2 separate regions of the Zea mays genome follow, and region 1 is linked to region 2. Evidence: chromatin contacts called from public Hi-C data. All regions are on one chromosome and are shown on one strand. The core of a region is the stretch at or near the end of the contact, and the rest is flanking DNA. Distances in the headings are between cores, read along the strand shown.

Region 1 (2,700 bases), core at 80-2,579, 180 kb after region 2:
GCATGCTCTTTTCTTTGTCATGCTCATCTCATGATACATGTACACTAACGATCGTCACCCTGCCTCCTCCCATTGTAGTTGCATCTCTTGCTACCAAGCCTGTCCATTCCCTCCTCTCATCACCGTCCCCATTCTACGCCTCCCTTGTCGTCAACACTATGAATCAACAAATAATAGAAAAAATTACATAACTACTTAACATATTGAGGATTGACTGCATAACCTCTAAACTATAATGACTACTATTTTAGATACCTTTCAAATGATCCCTTGAGATAGTTTGTCATACTACAATAACCTCATCATGATGACTTGATTATCACATGAGCATAGTTGTAAGTGTGTACATTCTTTTTTACCCTTCATTCTCACTGCCCCGTATGCATGCATTCCTTTACCTTATCTTTTTCTAGCCTACCACACCTTTTTGCAAGCAACTTATGACTGCTTGTCTCATGATCTACCACCATCACTCCTCGATGGCATCTATGCTCACACATAGGGCGTGCTTGGTTTTAGAGCTAACCTAACATGTGCTCGTTGGGCAAGGCGACCCGAACCTCACTTGTGCAGGAGAGCAAAATTTGTCCGCCTCTTTTAGCATGGAAAGTTTGAAAAAATCAAGGTGTAATTTGTCGTTGCCTAGAAACTAAACCTCCATTTCACCCGAACTTCTTATTGGGCAAGGCAACATGGTATCTAGCAAGGAAACCAAGCTCACCCAGAGTGTCTATGTTAACGACATCCCCTCCACATCCTTTTTCACTCCCACTTTCTTCTATATGGCTAGTTCACCAATGAGTTCCTTTTCTTCCTGTCCCACACCAACCTTAGCAAGCTAGGCATACTTATCTTATAGATGTACTTATGCTTTGACATTTGTAATCAAACCAATATGTGACATTTTATAATGGAAATTTAGTCTGGCAAAACCATTCAGAGACATTTGAATGTTAGCAGATACTTTAATAACTATACATTAGCAACTTTTAAAATTAGGGGTTATATACAGTCAACACTCAACATTTTAGGGGGTTATGAACATCCATGCCATCATGAACACATTATGCTACATCAGAAAATTTTCCTTAAAAACCATACGAAGATGTTATTTATATAGTTATTCTAGTGGCGGATCCAGGATCCATCGCAAGGGGGGCTGGGGGCTGATTATCTCCATTTTATCCTTTTCTTTCTCTTTTTTTCTCTTCCTGGTTTTCTTCCTTTCTCTCCCTTTTTCTCCTTCCCTACCCCTTTTCTTCCTTTCTCTCCCTTCTTCCTCCACTGTCTGTGCAGGCGTCGAGGGAGGGGGGGGGGGGTAGAGCCCCTAGCCCCCCCTCAGATCTGCCCCTGGTTATTCTCAATACTGCAAGAGAGAACACTTGGTTTTTAAGAGTGAATTGCATCAACGGTCCTCGAACTTGGCACATTGTGTCACTTGGGTCACCGAACTCAGAAAATCAGCAAAAACATGTCCTATAACTTATAACTTAGTTCGTTCATATAAAATCGTCTAAAACCAGTTTTGCTCAAACCAAATGTCAGCGTGTCGTGCCACATTGGACTCACTTGGATCCATGAACTTGACATGTCTCTTTGGGTTCAAGAACTTGGTATGCTATGTCACTTGCGTCCCCAAACTTTGATTAGTGTGCTCCAATGTGTCATATCATGTCAGCATCCAATTGGAGCAAATCTAGTTTAGACAATTTTACATGGAACGACTAAGCTAGAGGACTCGTTTTGCTGGGTTTCTAAGTTCGAGGACCCAAACGACACAACATGACAAGTTTAAGGACCACTGCTGTATTTTACTCTAGATGAAATAGATGAATGCTAATATAGTTAAGAGATTTAACTAGACTCTTTTTGTGCTTTGTCTCGATTTGAATGTCGAGGAGGGCCGTCTGTCCCGACAATGATTGTGGTGCTAGAAATCGAAATGACTCGCTATAGTTTCTGCTCAACTGCTGATAATATATATCGACCTGAGGCTCGAGACGGGTATTGTCGAAATGATCACGTCATACCGACGACAACATATCACCCTCGATAACCCCACGCCTCGGGAGGACAAAGGAAAAGCCCCATCCGTCGCGCACCTACAAAAATATAGCCCCATCCGTCAACCTGGTCCACTGCGTCCGTAGTGCCGTCTGCTCCATGCGCGCCGCGTACGCACGCATGCACGCCGCACGGGCATCTCTTTCTCTTCTGCAGACAGGACTGCAACGTAGCAGCAGGCACTGCACTGGCACAGCTAGTTCCGTAGTATATTTCATGGCCCAAGAAGCACACGAAGCTCCAGTAGTCGGTGGCAGTCGCAGCAGCTCCTCCCCTTCACGAGACACCGGCATGTGGGAGTCTCCTCGGCAGACGCAAGCGCACACGCCCTTCCCCTCCTGGATCCCCTACGCCGGCACGTTCGCCGCCGGGGTCGGCATGGTGGCAGCGGCAGACTCGAGCCTGCCGAGCGAGCGCGGCCCCGGCCCCGACTGTGCCTGGAACCAGAGCGCCCCGTAAGTACACCGCACCGGCATACACATCCAATCCCACCCGCGCCGCATACGATCGACATGACTGCTACCTCGATGCGTGCTCTTGTACGACTGACAAGCCGACGTTCTGCATGGTTTTCAGCAGCGTGGGAGCGCGTGACGGGGGCAGCGGCTACCGAGGGAACTACTTCCTGTCTCTGCT
Region 2 (2,700 bases), core at 5-2,504:
AATCTAACGGTATATTACGTGCGAGGGAGGATAAAAGAGTCTACAGAAATTAAGATATAGAAAGTGATGATTTTCTAATATCACAATGACTATGTTATTTCAATGTTCACGTTGATTTTGAACGGTTCTGAACCAGTGATTTTTATAAAAATTGGTTAAAAATCTCGGCATTTAAGTCTTGTGGCTATTGTGGTCGTGAGGACCGAGCAGTCGACTGGCCACCCTCTAAAAGCTAGTTTGAGAGCTATAAAAACCAGAGGATATTGAAAAGGCTAGAATCTACTTATTATTTAATTTTAAATCTAAGAGGTTCATAGTTCTCCAATCTGAATTTTATGGCTCCTAAACTAGCTACAGCTGTATTTATGTATCCGTACGGCGGGCTCCATATCGTCCCCGTCATCGAGCCGCGGGCACTCGCAGCCGGGGCCCACATCGTCTTATCCTTTCCAAGTATCCATCCAGCAGGCAACTTGCGCGGCTGCGCCACTCCCACGCGCCGGTGCTGCATCGGCACCCGCTCGCTGCGGTCTGGACCCGCGCAGCCAGTGGGATCGTGGTGTCATCGGCGCGAGGTCAGGACCTACGCCGGTGGGCTAGTGTTTTGAGCAGTCCAGTGGAGGCCCACGCACTGTTGCGTGCGGCACCGTGTGCGGAACCCATCCAGTAGGGTGGCCGTCGTAGACCTATCTATGCTCGTCGAAAGTTGGGAAGCAAATGCCACTACGTACGGACGTGCCGCTAATGTTTGTTGCGAGCATCGAGATTCGAGAGGCGCACGTTTGAATCGTTCTCATACCTCTATACGTACGGGCCTGGACGAAACGGAACTGCATTGAGCCATTGACAGCGACCCCCACTGCAAGCAGTCGCCGTTGCCCGTTGGCAACACGGCCATTGATGGATGGATCCGTGATCGTTTGTTTATCTATCACGCCGTACGCTCGACTCGATGGTGATCTGTATTGTTTTCGCTCGGTCGGGTGCTGCGGTATGATCGCGTCGTACGGACGGGACTGGAGGACACGAGAGCGAGGCGATATCCAATCAGCAAGCGAAACGTCTTTCGTCCCTCTGGGCAATATCCGGGCGAAGGGGGGCACCAGTATAGTATCCACTCCTGACAGCCACACCCCCTGTCCTTTGCGCACTAATCTCATCGGCGGCGTCGCGCACGAGGTGTCCTAGTGTCCTAGGCCGCCTCGGCCCCACAACGTCAGTGGCATCCGTCCCACTCCCACGTTCTCCGGTACTAATCCCGCCCAGAACGGGTCACCGGGTCTACGGCGACGCGACCCGCCCCACCCCGCCCCGCGACCTGACCGGCTGACCATGACTGGGTTCCTGACACGGGCACCCAGTCCACCCAGGCCCCAGCACTGCCGCTGCCTTGCCTGCCCTCGCTTCGGCGCTTTCTGCTTTCTCCAGTGAGCCGCACCCGCACTACCGCTGACGCTAATTAACCACAAGCGACCGTCGCCTTCCCCCACCTCCTCCCTTCCTCAAAAAAAGGCGGAGGCGGGAGTGGTGGTGGTGCTCGTGGGCACGCAGCGGAGCACCCTGTACAGCAGCAGCGCTGCGGCAGTAGAGAGTGCCATTGGTGGAGCTGGTAACTAGCCCTCCCCCCTCCGTTCCCGTCCCGCGCGCAGCCGTCTGCCGAGCCTGCTCAGGTATCGCTCCCTCCCTGCCGTAACCTGCTAGATCCGCTGCTTTTTTCGCGTGCTAGCTCAGTGCGGTGTGTGCAGCTTCAGCGTTCGGTCGTTTCCGGGGTGGGTTTGCTGCGCTGCGCTGCGCCGGTGCTGTTGCTTGGAGTGAACGAGCTCGAGCGGGTGCTCGTGGATTTTGTGGGGTCTGTCGGTTGATTTGTCCGGTTCTAGCTGCCTGTAAACTGATCCAGTGAGAGCTTGACGATTTGCTACTCTTATTTTTTTGGTGATCGTTTTAGCTTGTCTACGCCAAGCGCTTAATGTGGAACGGGAGGCTTACTTGCTTTCTGAGATAAGGAACATCTGTTCTTTCAGGTGTGCAGTGCTCGTATTCGGGTGGACTGATTACTTCGTTAAAGCCTCAGCATAGTGATGTAGCCTTCCTCCCTCTGCTGGCTATATGCTTGTATGGTTATTTGCCTCTACGTTAGGGTTAAAAAAAAGTCCATTCTGTTTATGTGTATTTTCTTTGCTGTCCCTTGGTATCCATCTGTGGTTAATTTGGGTTCAGGTTGCTATTTTTGTTGTTGTCTTTGTATCTGGCTGACTGACAAGCGAGGGTTCTTTTTTTTAGCGCACCACATTGTGATGAGTGAAACTGAAGCCTCCGCTATGATTTCTGTTGTGTTCTAGCCATAGTTTATGCCTGATGCTCGATGTTCTCACTTGGCGTGAACTCTCCACCTTGATTACAAGTGCAAGCATAGAGTAAGCAGTTTTATACACTCAATGATGCAACACTGCATTGCCAAAAAAAATCATGTTCCTTAAATGGTTACCAAATTGTTTGATGTTATCTTAATGGTGACCAATGGTAGCATTCAAGATATTTGATGTTATCTCAAGGCAATGGTATTGTATTGAACAGTGATGGCTAGAAAAGGTCCCTGGCTCCCTGCTAAAATAAACTTTAGAGAGCCCACATAAGGCAGGCCTTTTAGCGGTAGGATACTGATCATTTTGTGTGTAGATGAAGTGGGTATCTTCTAGCAAC

What was found. A called contact is a pair of places that touch in the nucleus more often than the background predicts.
Region 1: a contact with region 2 is called in a Hi-C map of leaf, with 4 times the contacts expected there. The contact joins the promoter of LOC103641978 here to the promoter of LOC103641968 in region 2. A contact is called at or near these places in 4 of 25 Hi-C or Micro-C datasets (bundle sheath, endosperm and leaf).

Annotation. Positions count from the first base shown.
Region 1 is chr10:140,318,392-140,321,091 of Zm-B73-REFERENCE-NAM-5.0, forward strand. LOC103641978 reads left to right here and starts at 1,330. Exons shown (of 6, transcript XM_008665278.4): 1 at 1,330-2,519; 2 at 2,641-2,700. The coding sequence starts at 2,164.
Region 2 is chr10:140,134,519-140,137,218 of Zm-B73-REFERENCE-NAM-5.0, forward strand. LOC103641968 (protein argonaute 1B) reads left to right here and starts at 1,255. Exons shown (of 23, transcript XM_008665270.2): 1 at 1,255-1,670.